Linked DNA regions of Triticum aestivum: region 1 is linked to region 2. The links are chromatin contacts, called in public Hi-C maps. All regions are on one chromosome and are shown on one strand. The core of a region is the stretch at or near the end of the contact, and the rest is flanking DNA. Distances in the headings are between cores, read along the strand shown. Region 1 holds the start of LOC123093429. Region 2 holds the start of LOC123093428 (uroporphyrinogen-III synthase, chloroplastic).

Region 1 (2,700 bases), core at 186-2,685, 270 kb after region 2:
TTGGGGAAACATGAATGTGTTTTTTTCATCGGACAAACCAACACCTATCCCATTTTTATTCTGCCCCCACTTCAATCGACTCCTATTTTTCTCTCGGTTTGCACATAACTTACATGCGCTACTGGTTCTCTCGGGCCTGTTTGCGGGGTGGTCCATGGAATCTGTCTCACTGACGTCCAATCTGGCTTTTAAAACTATGGGTGAGGCACAATTGGTGGCGTAGAGAAGACGTGTACTCATAACCTAGTATATTAAATGCTCAATAGATATCTTGATTGGATGTGGTGATCTCCTAGCATTACATAATAGTTTTTGTTGAGCATAAAATATTTGATTTGTTGCATGAGTTGGGATTTGCAGCCCACATATCGACTAAATAGTAATTCAAACATTGAAATTTACAACATTCTTTTTCCAAACAAGAGAACCAATCATCACCATATGTATATCTTTGTCTCCAAATTTATGTCCTCCTCTCTCCCTCTCATCTCCTCAGCCCTTCCCTTCCTTTTTACCCATCTTCTTTGCACCCCCCTAAAATTCCATGGTTACAAAGTGAACCCTCGCCCGCCGCATGCACTATTTTGCCATGATCAGTTATGGCTTTGACTACATTGACTTTCACCTTATCTAAGGTTCCACGCAATGTCTCCTCTCGTATGGATTCATTTTTAAATTATAACATTATGATGTAAAAAGAGACTTATCCGAATTATTGTCCAACAAATGTGCAAAAGTAGTGAAAAGGGGATATGTATGTAATCAATTCCTCATCAAGCGGTAGAAACCGAAGTGAATAATAATCAATAAACAACACAAGCAGGCGGGAAATACGGACAAAAGAGGTGAAACGGCTAGGTGGGTATGAGCTGTAAACAGCGGGGCTGACGCAGACGAGAACGTCGCAACACGGGCACACGCAATCGCCAGTGCATTGAACGCTTAGAGCATCTTATCTTATCTTGATTGACCACCGAAAGTTTCTTATTTACAAAATAATGTTTCTTTTTTGTTAGAAAGAACTGTTTGAAAACATTTATATTTGTTGTTGTTGATGTTGTTGTTTGGACTAGTTTTGTAGCACACAAACAATGAAAGGGCTAAAAGTTTCAAAAGGTATATATTGAAAGGGCCAAATAGTCATTTGAACTTCAATCAAAAACCACAAAATGTGGTTTCCCCTTCGGAACTACTATCCAGACGATAAACAACAGCCGAACATCGGACGATGCTTGATCTAGCCGTTGGCCTCCACTTTCTCCAACGCATGCATGGCTGGATCAGTGCAATCGTGCACAAATCGGCTGCACAACATCGTGTGTATAGCAACACTCTTCCCCTTCCTCTTGGGGGAAACACATGAATGGGTTTTCTTCACCGGGACCAACCAACACCTCCCCCCATTTTTATTTTGTTTCCCTCCCACTTCTTTTTATTTCCTGTCCGCCTCCGTCCCTGTCCATCTCCCCCTCCCTCCCCTCCTTTTTATTTCCTTTTTCTTTTCATTTTCCCGTCGATTCCTATGGTCACCACAACACTAAAGTCTCGCCCGCCGCATGCCCTCTCCGCCATGACCACCCGCCGCCGCCGCCGCCGCTGCTCTTCGCCAGCGGCTCCATCCATTCCCCTCGCCCTCCTGCGCTCCGCTTCCTCCCCTGCTCGGTAAGTTCCCCGTTAACTCCGCTGCTCCGCCCTCCTTGCTTTCTTGCCTCCAGCCATCTCGCAGCGACCAAGAAACTGCTGTTCGCCTCTTGCTCGCCGGCGCTCTGGAGTTCTAGAGTGATCCTTGCTTATGCTGCCGAAGATACCAAGTTTTTTTGGGGTTCTCGTGACTATTTTCTTGGGGTTTCTGTTTGGGGGATGCTTTGGTGTTCGGTAGCGCTCTGCCTTTTTGACGAACAACCGCGGCGAGCCGGCGAGTTCTTGACCTCTTTTGTGGTGTTTTCGGCTTCTTGCAGGGTTTCCTTGGCTGCTCTGTGCTGTGTGTTCTTGGCCTTCGCGCTGTCCGTCTCGGCGGCGGCGGCGGAGGCCGATTCCGCGGAGGAGAGCCATGAGGACGGTGGCTGCCTCGGCTTCCGGGATGTGTGCGCAGACGGGGCTTCCTTCTGCTTCTCGTCCTCGGAGGTCCAGACGCTGCTCGCCAGCGATGACGTCATCAAGGAGCCTGATTTGGGGGTTTCAAGGGACTGGGAGCCATCCCGGTCAATGTGCTTCCCGATGTCCGGGGGAGGCATGGTAACTTGCTCCTCTGCCGATGCGATCGTCGCAGGGGCGCGCGATGCGTTGGGGAGAGAGGGCAAGGATGTTGCGAGGTATGATGCGGGGTCGTGCCAGGCGCCGCTTGTGCCTGACAATTGGATGCAGGCATCGCATGGGGTGCCACTGGAACTGGATGGCGCGACCTCAGATGTCAGCCCGAATGCCCTCTACAGTTCTTCCTCCATGAATGTGGAGATAAGTCCACCAGTCTTGGATTGGGGCAGGAGTAACCTGTATGCAGCCTCTGTGGCCTCCCTGACTGTGGTGAATTTGAACAATGACAGTGCCTTGCGTGTCTATGAGCCATTCAGCACTGATCCACAGTTCTATGTGTATGGTTATGAGGATCTGGTTCTGCAGCCCGGCGAAAATGCGTCGGTCACCTTCATGTTCCTGCCAAAGTTGTTGGGCTCTTCGTCAGCACATTTGGTTTTGCAGACC
Region 2 (2,748 bases), core at 240-2,739:
AAAAGGAAACAAAATAAAATAAAAAACAAAAGATAACAGAGAAAAAACTAAAAAAACAAATAAAAAGAAAGAAAAGAAAAACTGATAAAATCCGGTAATAAAACAAAGAAAAACGAAAAAACAAAGGAAAACAAAAACCCCCAAAGAACCCATGAAGAAACAAAAAAATAAAAAATAAAAAGGCAAAGAAGAATGTAATGTACGTTGTTATCATCGAATGAGGCGGCCCAATACTCTACACAGTAGAAGGTCAGAATCATATCACAACTAGGCCAATAAATAGACCAGACGACAAAGGCGAGAGCAATTAATTGAGGACTACTCCTTCGGGAACCCTGCAAGGGTCACCTGGGATGGGTTAGGATCACACCACTTGGTGCGCTCTCAGCCGCCGCCACGTGTCTCGCTCGGGGCACTCCCTTCGATTTTTTTTCTAAACTCGTTTTCGGCTTTTAGATGATTTTTTTAGTTTTCTGTTTTCCACCTATTTTTCTTAGGATTTGGACCCAAAAAATTGCATGAAAGTACACGTTTTCTTTTCTTTTTCGTTCCGCGGGAGGCATAGTTGTGCCTCTCGGGAAGGGAAAAATACTTTTTTTTTGTTTTGCGAGAGGTACGGATTTACTTCTCGTGGAGGCACGGATTTGCTCCACGAGACGCATTGTCATACCTCTCAGAAAGGAAAAAAACATGTTTTTTTCGTTTCATGAGAGGCACGAATTTACTTTTTGTGGAGGCATGGATTTGCTTCCTCGAGAGGCATGGCCGTGGCTCTCGAAAAAGGAAAACCATACGAGAGAAACAGATTTGCTTCCGCTAGAGACACGGTCGTGCCTCTCCGAAAGGAAAAAAACGCGAATTTTTTTTGGGTCCGCGAGCGGAACAAATTTACTTCTCGTCGAGGCATGGATTTGCTTCCGCGAGAGGCACGGTTTCGGAAAAGGGAAAAATGCGAGTTTTTCGTTCTGTGAGAGGAACTGATTTACTTCTCGTGGATGCACGGATTTGCTTCCGCGAGAGGCACGGTCGTGCCCCTCGAAAAGGAAAAAATCATGTTTTTTTTGTTCCATGAGAGGCAGGGATTTACTTCTCATGGAGGCACGAATTTAATTCCATGAGAGGCCCGGCCGTGTCTCTCGGAAAGGGAAAAAGTGCTTTCAGTTTGGTTTTTTCTGTCTGGTCTTTTTCGTAAAAAAAAGTTCGTCGAAACCTATCAACATGGGATCTAGTTTTAAAGATCTCGAGACGAGGGACCCAACGCTGAAAACGGTTCGAGATTTGAACGCACGATTTAAAATATAAAATATTTTATAAATAAACAAATCTACAAAATGGAAAAAAACTCTCAGGTTGCGACAAATGGGCACATGTAACTCTTTGAATACTTTCGGCCAGGATCGTATCACTAGTTAGGCCCATAAATAGCCCACGACGCGACAAAGGCCGTCCGTTCGGCAGTCACTCAGCCCAGATGCAGGCGAACGCGGGGGCCCGTCCACAACCACCGAGTCCAGAGCGTGTCGGCTCCTCTCCGCAACGCAAGCCGCGGGATCGGCCTCCGCCTCCCCATGGCCTTCCATTCCTCGGCCGCTCCCATCCCCTTGGCCCCACCTCCCGGACCCGGAGCCTTCCACCGAGCCCACCGCCCCGCCGGAGCTCCCCGAGCCGGCGCGCCCGGGAGGAGTCTCGCCGCCCACTCGTCTCCCTCTCCCGACGTCGTGGTCACGCGCGAGCAAGGCAAGAACGCCAAGCTCGTCGCCTCTCTAGTAAGTTCAAATCCCTGTGGGGATACCCCTCCTCGTCTACTCTGTGATTCCCTGAGCCGATGTTGGTGAATTTTAGAGGGGACGGTTTTACATGCTCGCTGTAGAGAGGCGATTTTCCGAGCTGATTTTACATCTCTAAACTGGGGGCTAACGAATTCGGTCAGACCTTGGGGAATTATCACATCAATTTTGTAACTGGATTGTGCAGGAGAAGCATAATGTGCACTCTCTGGAGCTTCCTCTTATTCAGCACGTCGAAGGGCCTGATGCAGATAGGCTTTCAGCTGTCTTGCGGGGTATGTGGTTCAGTCTATCTTTCGCAGCAGCATAGCGCCTCATTGTTACTTTCCTGCTATGCACATCCATTTGCTCCAACGTATGCTATATTTACACTGCTTTGCAAAACTTGCAACCACAGGGTTTAGTCACTTTAGTACTGTGTATTTACAGATGAAAAGTTTGACTGGATTACTGTAACATCTCCTGAGGCAGCTGCAGTGTTCCTTGAGGGATGGAAGTAAGATTCAAACATATTGCAGTTATTGTGCGCAGTATTGCTACACAAATAGAACATATGTCATTTCGCGATTCATTCCACATAAGTCGTGGGCTTGTGGCAACGCAGGTCTGTGTGCTTTCTGTGAAATAAAGCAGATTATGCGCTTTACATGTCCAAACTTTTTTTTCTTTCTGAACTTCATTTCTGTAATCAAACCATCGCTACATGAAACCAGAACAAATCAAACGTAATCTACGACCACCATATTTGACATCACACAATAACTCAATACCAGGGCTGCTGGAAGTCCTAAGGTCCGAATAGCAGTTGTTGGAGCAGGTACTGCAAGAACTTTTGATGAAGTATTGCAATCCAGTGATGGATCCCTTGAGGTTGCATTTTCTCCTTCCAAAGGTATCTTGCCCGAAATTTATACAACTAGGATGTTATGTCCATGCACTTTAAAGAATGCATGCATCTTGA

Evidence for each region. A called contact is a pair of places that touch in the nucleus more often than the background predicts.
Region 1: a Hi-C map of an unstated tissue shows a contact between it and region 2, with 6 times the contacts expected there. The contact joins the promoter of LOC123093429 here to the promoter of LOC123093428 in region 2. A contact is called at or near these places in 3 of 5 Hi-C or Micro-C datasets (leaf and an unstated tissue) and 1 of 1 datasets of contacts at active chromatin or transcription factors (leaf).

Annotation. Positions count from the first base shown.
Region 1 is chr4B:588,176,034-588,178,733 of IWGSC CS RefSeq v2.1, forward strand. LOC123093429 reads left to right here and starts at 1,436. Exons shown (of 4, transcript XM_044515402.1): 1 at 1,436-1,662; 2 at 1,959-2,700. The coding sequence starts at 1,523.
Region 2 is chr4B:587,904,714-587,907,461 of IWGSC CS RefSeq v2.1, forward strand. LOC123093428 (uroporphyrinogen-III synthase, chloroplastic) reads left to right here and starts at 1,490. Exons shown (of 9, transcript XM_044515401.1): 1 at 1,490-1,766; 2 at 1,975-2,062; 3 at 2,217-2,283; 4 at 2,561-2,679. The coding sequence starts at 1,569.